Regions from separate parts of the Mus musculus genome. Here region 1 is linked to region 2. The links are chromatin contacts, called in public HiChIP or PLAC-seq maps. All regions are on one chromosome and are shown on one strand. The core of a region is the stretch at or near the end of the contact, and the rest is flanking DNA. Distances in the headings are between cores, read along the strand shown. Region 1 holds the start of Osbpl2 (oxysterol binding protein-like 2). Region 2 overlaps Taf4 (TATA-box binding protein associated factor 4).

Region 1 (3,083 bases), core at 356-2,855, 190 kb before region 2:
TCAGCCCTGGAAGCATATAAGTACAAGTAACATTACACAAACTGAGCAGGTACAACTCATGCATTTAAGGATACATAATACATACACACATATACATATGTAACAATAATCCAAAAAGTAGAGGCCACAGAAGAGAGCAGAGGAACTACTAGGGGATTGGAGGAAATGATGTAATTATATTACAATATCAAAAAGTAAAGCTGGGGATAAAGAGGCTGCTTTCTTATCTCAACGGGCATAAGGCCATGCTCATCCTTACCAACAACAAAAAAAAAAAAAAAAAAAAAAAGAGAGAGAGAAAAAGGAAGTCTGGGTTTCGGTACCTTTGTTACTTAATTTGCTACTAGGTGCTCTGAAGTAAGCTACTTGAGCTCTCTTTTCCTTGGGAATAAAGGTAATGTTAGTGACTGCTGTAAGACTCATGCTTCTAATGATCTAGAGCAAATAATTGCTCAAAATTAGCGTCCCCTGAGATAAGAGTTGTTATTACCAGACAGTACCTGGGGCAAACAGGAAGGTAGATTCTATGGAGGACATGCAGCCACCCATTTCCTCATTGTCACCCTTTAGTTGGCACCATCAGAGGCAATGGGAGGCGACGGACAATGTGTCCACTCAAATGTTCCTGTTTCCTTACTCACATCAGTGAACTAACACTTTGGAGCACCTGTTGCTTGTCAGAGCCCACTGCAGACGACTGACCCATATGTATCTCTTACTGGTACACCAGATGTCACATGCCACAAGCAAGAAGTGAAGGTGGGAGAGATGACAGGTGACAGTTAGCAGGGTCCAGGCTCTCTGCAGAAAGGGTCAGCAGTTCCCCATCCCTGAGGCTCCCACTCAGGAGCTGTCCCATCAACATCTCTGACAATATGGAGCCTAGCCTACACGAAGGCCTCCTCCGAGTGTGTGCAGAGCCCCACAGAACCACTGATCCAGATGTGCAAAGGCCGACCCACAAGAACATAACTCAAAAGCTTGTCCAACTCTCAAGACTGAGGCGCCCCACTCGGCCGCAGCGTCTCGGAGGAGCAAGGGGGACAGAGCGCCGCCGCCGGTGCCTCCGCCTCCACGCGGGGCCCACCAACCGCACTCAGCGCGGACAGCCCTGGCTGCCTCGCTGGTGCAGGTCTGAAGGCGCGCTCCGACTCTGCTGTGGAGACATAGGCCCTCGGACCTGAGGCCACGCGGGCACCAAGTTCCCCGCGCGCCCCGAGGGGATGCGCGGCTCGCCCAGCAAAGGGAGAACGCCGGAGTCCCTCGCGTGCGACCGCGGACCTCGCTGGAGCCCCACGGGGCCCCGTCCCTCCCGCGGTCGTCCACACTCCCGGCGGCCTAGCGCCGCGACTCTCCAGCCCGAGCCCAGCCGCGGCCTAGGTGGCAAATGGGCCTCCCCGAGACCCGTCCCCGCGCGCCCGCCCCGCTGCAGCCCACTCACCCGAACGCGGTCCCCGCGGAGTCGCCGACCCCACGGCCGCCCCGCCCCCGACCGCAGCCGGCAACCCTCTGACACCCAAGCGGAAGTGCGGCCCGCGCCTCTCCGACCTACAGCCCGCCGTGCTGCTCGCCGCTCGCCGCGCCCCGCGCCGTCCGTCAGCCGCCGCCTGGCCAATCAACGCTCGGCCCGCAGGCCGCGCCGGGGGCGGAACCATGCCGATCACGTTCTCCGGACAGCTTCTCCCTCGGCCCTATCATAATCCGGCTCACACGGGGGAGTGGCGGCGCGCCCAGCCAATCACCCCTTGGAGAAGGTGGGTTTATGCAGATACTGGAGCTAGAAGGAAGGGGAGGCAGGAGGAAGGGGAGTGACCTTGGGAGAGGCTAGTTTACAAACAGTGAGTCAGGTGGCTGGGCGTGAACGATCCCAGGCTGGCGCTGGGCTAGACCCACCCTTTGGCTCCCGACCCCGCAGACGCTTCTCACGGTTGCTGGGGTATGAACAAATGGCAAATGTGGCCGCCGGCCTTTGCGCGCCAATCGTGACTTAACATACCCTGGGGCCAGTTTACCCCTCCAGTGGCCTCCCTGGCCGGTTCATCCTGTTTAACACCCTTAGGCGCCCTGTGGTCTGCAGTGGCTCCTGGTTAAACTCAGAATCTCTGGGGACACGCCTGCAGCCTGTTTGGCCTCAGAAAAGCTATCTGACCTCTCTGAACACTCAGTTTTCTCTGTAGCCAGGGTTCCCCAGCCTCCTCATCACATTGGAATGTGGGGTCTGGTTTGAGAAAGGTGAAGTGACATGAATCAAGATGGCTACTGACTTGCATAGGACTTTGCAGGGCACAGGAATTGCAAAGGTATGGGACTTGTGGTCCGATCCTAGCCAGGAGGTTCAGCTCAGTGTCAAACCTGAGGGAAGCAAGTTAGATGTCTCTTGTCTTTCACAAACCTACCCAGAAGCAAGTGAGGTGAGGGCCGCTATAGGTCGTTTGAAAGCAGGAAACCAAGGAGGAACCAAGTCCCCCAGGTCATCCAGGGCCAGCTGCACCTGACATCAGTCCAAGGCTTTCCAGTTACTTGAGTAATTACTTGGGTTTTTTGCTAAGCCAGTCTGAGGCTTTAGCAAAGGGGTTCTAAATGCCCCCCATGAACCTTCTTCAGCACATAATGAAGGATTCTTCTCCAAGGCCACACTTCTTCCTCCAGTAAGGTGGTGCTCACACTCACACACAGGTCCGTGTCGTGTCCCGTCCCCCCCCCCCCCCGCCTCTGTGGCCCACTCTGCAGATACTCAAGTCCTCTGCAAACACGGAGTGGCCCAGCAGACCCTGTCTGCCTCTCTAGCTCCCACCCCAGGGACAGCCTGGCTTTCTGGTGGCCCCTTCTCACTGGCGCAGGAGAGACGTGCTGGGACTGGAAAAGAGCCCCCTGCACGCTCAGCTCCTAAAGAGAGAGACAGAGGGAGGCGGGCCAGGCTTCCGAAACAAAGGCGTTGCCATGGTTACCTCTGAAGAAAGCAACTCCAGCCCGCTGAGGGCTGATGGAAGGGTGCGGCAGCTGGCCCCCCAGCCAGGACAAGGACAGCTAGCCGGTTGCCACGGAGATAGTCAGACTGACCAGGTTCTGCAGTTTTTCTGGGG
Region 2 (3,155 bases), core at 69-2,568:
CATCAGTTACTCCGTCAGGCTGTTTAATCGGTGTCACATGTTATACTAGAACAGTGACTTTTCTTTTCACATATGGGAACATGGTGTGTTCAGCCACCTGGTCACTGCTGTGTGCTGTCTTGACCCCCCTCTTATACCCCAGTCTCTGCTTATACCTTTGTGTACAGCTGAGGCAGATAGGTCAACTTCATGCAAACTTGGGCCTGAGGCCAGGGGATCTCAGAACCCATGGAAGTGAGCCACTTTTCTGTATCTCCATTTAATGGCTTCTCAGTGTAAAGCCCTGGCCTGAGTTGCTGTGGGCTTGCCCATCTTGTCTGGTGTGAGCACCGTGTTCTGTTGCAAAAACAGTTCTGGTGCAGGCCTCAACCTCAGCCCTTTACAAGTGTCCTGTTACATGTGTTGCTCAATGAAAACACAGCCACCATTTTTTTTTAAAGCAGAGTTGGAGTTCAAATCCTAGAAGGGTTTCAGAACCCTGCAGACACTGTGATACTGTGTACACCACCAGCCACACAAAAAGGCTCCTTTATATAAACTAGAATTCTTCCAGGGAAGCTCTTAGCTCAGAGATTTATGGTCGGGCCATCAGGGAGCTTCCTGTGGGCCAAGGCTGTACGCAGGACAGCAGAGCTGAGCAGGCCCTGCAGTGTGGACCAACCACCCTTGGGCTATGCATGGTTCTGAGGTGGACAGGCTGTGTTTGGACAGAGAACCAAGTTCAGGGTAGGACTTGGAGAGCCATCTTCACTCCAGTAGAAAAATAATCTGACCTTAAACAGAATTTAGAATAGAAATAAGTCATTTGACGTATGTCCATCAGGTAACAGTGTCAGTCTGCTGACAGGCTGGGAAATCCATGTTCCTTGTGGGGCCTGAGCTCGGTAAACTTTGTTTTGCTGCTGCCCTCTAGGCTATGTGTGGGGTCCTGAGTTTCATGTGCTCCGTGTACTTGCTCTGCTGTATTGTGGCCTGGTGTGGCACCATTCTGTCTTTGTCTAAATCTTTTGAAGCTGTGTGCAGAGGCTTGTTGGAGACTTGTTGGGCCAGGCTTTTTTAGATGTGGAATGAGGTGTACATCTGGACTTCCTGGAGCTTCTGGCAGGGCAAGGTTGGGGTAGCGCCAATGAAGCAAATAGCTGGCTTCATGGGTCAGTGCGGTGGCCCCTAGGATGTGTGTGCTCATGCACTATGCTGGCTGTGCCCCAGGTGATCCAGCAGCCCCCGAAGCCTGGAGCCTTGATCCGGCCCCCGCAGGTGACCTTGACGCAGACACCCATGGTCGCATTGCGGCAGCCTCACAACCGGATCATGCTCACCACACCACAGCAGATCCAACTGAACCAGCTGCAGCCAGGTGAGGCCCCGGCTGCTGCCACCCAGGACTGGCTTGTCCCGGAAATGGCCAGTTGTGGGACTGCTACTTGATTTCATTTAATCGTTGTGATAAAATTAATTTACGCACATTGCTCAGTGACTTCATTTATGAGGTTTGTGCAAGCCATTACCCTTGTCAACGTGATTTTTAAATTCCCTGAATTGTATACATTACATGGTTAGTATCTATTAGATACTTCTAGCTAGACCTTCTAGCTGCCTGTCTCCCTCCCTGGGTGGGCAGGCAGGCAGCCAGGCCCCTGCGGCTCAGACCCTCTCACACCTTGTGCAGTGGTCTGCATGATCTCAGCCCTCCTCTCTCCCTCTCCCCTTTCCTCTGGCTTCCCTCCTTCTCTCCCTGTTGCCCTGTTTTTCCTAGAGTTAGTATAGATCGTGTGGTATGAATGTTGTTCCCACCCTCTAAAAGCCTATAAAAAAACAGGAAGCTGCTTTGTTCGTGGGGTTTGAAGGGAAGGTGTTCTCTCTCTCCAAGGCCCAATCATGCTGCCTATGGTGTGACACCGCCTCTGAGGCTCTTCCCATTTCAAGGCCTGGTCATGATAGAGTTTCTGCTGATGTGTAATTCTGTATTAGCTCTTTCCACCAGACATAAGTAAGGCCTTTAGATGATAACCCCCCCCCCCCCCAAGGCAGCCTCACTGTGTTACCCTTGCCCTAAACTCATGGGCTCCAGAAATTCTCCTGCTTCAGTCTCCTAGGTGAAACTTTAAATATATAGCATATATTTGCTTACTCTTAGTCCCTCTCAGGAGTCATTCTTGTACTTTAACAGTTGGAGGGAGCTGGGAGTGGTGGTGCACACCTTTAATCCCAGCACTCAAGGGCAGCCTGGTCTTCAGAGTGAGTTCCAGGACAGCCAAGGCTACACAGAGAAACCTTGTCTGTCCCCCTCCCCCCATCCCCCAAAAGAGTTTAGAGAAATATAGGCCAGAACATGCATGAGGAATGCAACTAAACCTTAAAAAAACAAACTTAGGATTTAAGTGTTAGCTACATACAGTTTAAACTTTTATCTTTAAACCTTGTTGTAAGTTATTGTATCCTTTGAGATTTCAGTTAGAAAGCCACAAGGGGAGAGGCGGGCACGAGCATGCATGCACACACACACACACACACACACACACACACACACACGCACACGGCAAATATACATACATACAACACGTGTATGTATATATATATGACACATATACACATATTTGGCACATGTATGTATGAGACATATACATATAACACACATGTGTATATATGGCACATATATATGCCAAGCATACATATATACATATAATACATACATATATATGACACATATATGGCACACATGCACACATGACATACATACAACACACATGTATATATGTCACAATACATACATACAATGTGTGTGTATATGGCACATACACATATATGATATATATATATATACATATATATAAAATATATATATGACACACAATATATAATGCATACATATATACATATAACACACACATATACATATATATGGCACACATATACAGGGCATATACAACATAACACACATGTGTACACTTGATACATACATATGGCACACATACATACATATAAAATACACATGTATATATATTTAACACACACACACACACATATCACGTATGTGTTGTAAAGACACATGAGAATGCTTCTTTAGTCTGTGCAGGTGAGGAAGGGATTCATATAGAGCACGGGGATGGGTTCTGACATAATCAGTGGCACTATCTTGGATTTGCACTATAGTT

What was found. HiChIP or PLAC-seq counts read pairs in DNA pulled down with a chosen protein or histone mark.
Region 1: an H3K27ac HiChIP or PLAC-seq map of embryonic stem cells shows a contact between it and region 2, with 5 read pairs. The contact joins the promoter of Osbpl2 here to the enhancer-like site in region 2. A contact is called at or near these places in 12 of 39 promoter capture datasets (the 3T3-L1 cell line, the C10 cell line, the HPC-7 cell line and 5 more), 3 of 15 datasets of contacts at CTCF or cohesin (embryonic stem cells, large pre-B cells and pro-B cells), 20 of 484 Hi-C or Micro-C datasets (the Ba/F3 cell line, CD4 T cells, CD8 T cells and 12 more), 14 of 115 datasets of contacts at active chromatin or transcription factors (the 230-238 cell line, the SCID.adh cell line, T-cell acute lymphoblastic leukemia and 7 more) and 4 of 9 other capture datasets (adipose tissue, embryonic stem cells, liver and 1 more).

The regions. Positions count from the first base shown.
Region 1 is chr2:180,117,828-180,120,910 of GRCm38.p6, reverse strand. It overlaps Osbpl2 (oxysterol binding protein-like 2), which reads right to left and starts at 1,605. Exons shown (of 14, transcript NM_144500.4): 1 at 1,442-1,605.
Region 2 is chr2:179,927,479-179,930,633 of GRCm38.p6, reverse strand. Taf4 (TATA-box binding protein associated factor 4) reads left to right here. Exons shown (of 15, transcript NM_001081092.1): 8 at 1,210-1,357. Among named protein-coding and RNA genes, the nearest start is that of Taf4, 48 kb to the left of the region's middle. Within about 2 kb of position 1,318, at least 13 of the 459 cell types and tissues checked have an H3K27ac peak or open chromatin away from gene starts, as enhancers often do. A contact at or near this core is called in the HPC-7 cell line, acute myeloid leukemia and embryonic stem cells, where this site is marked.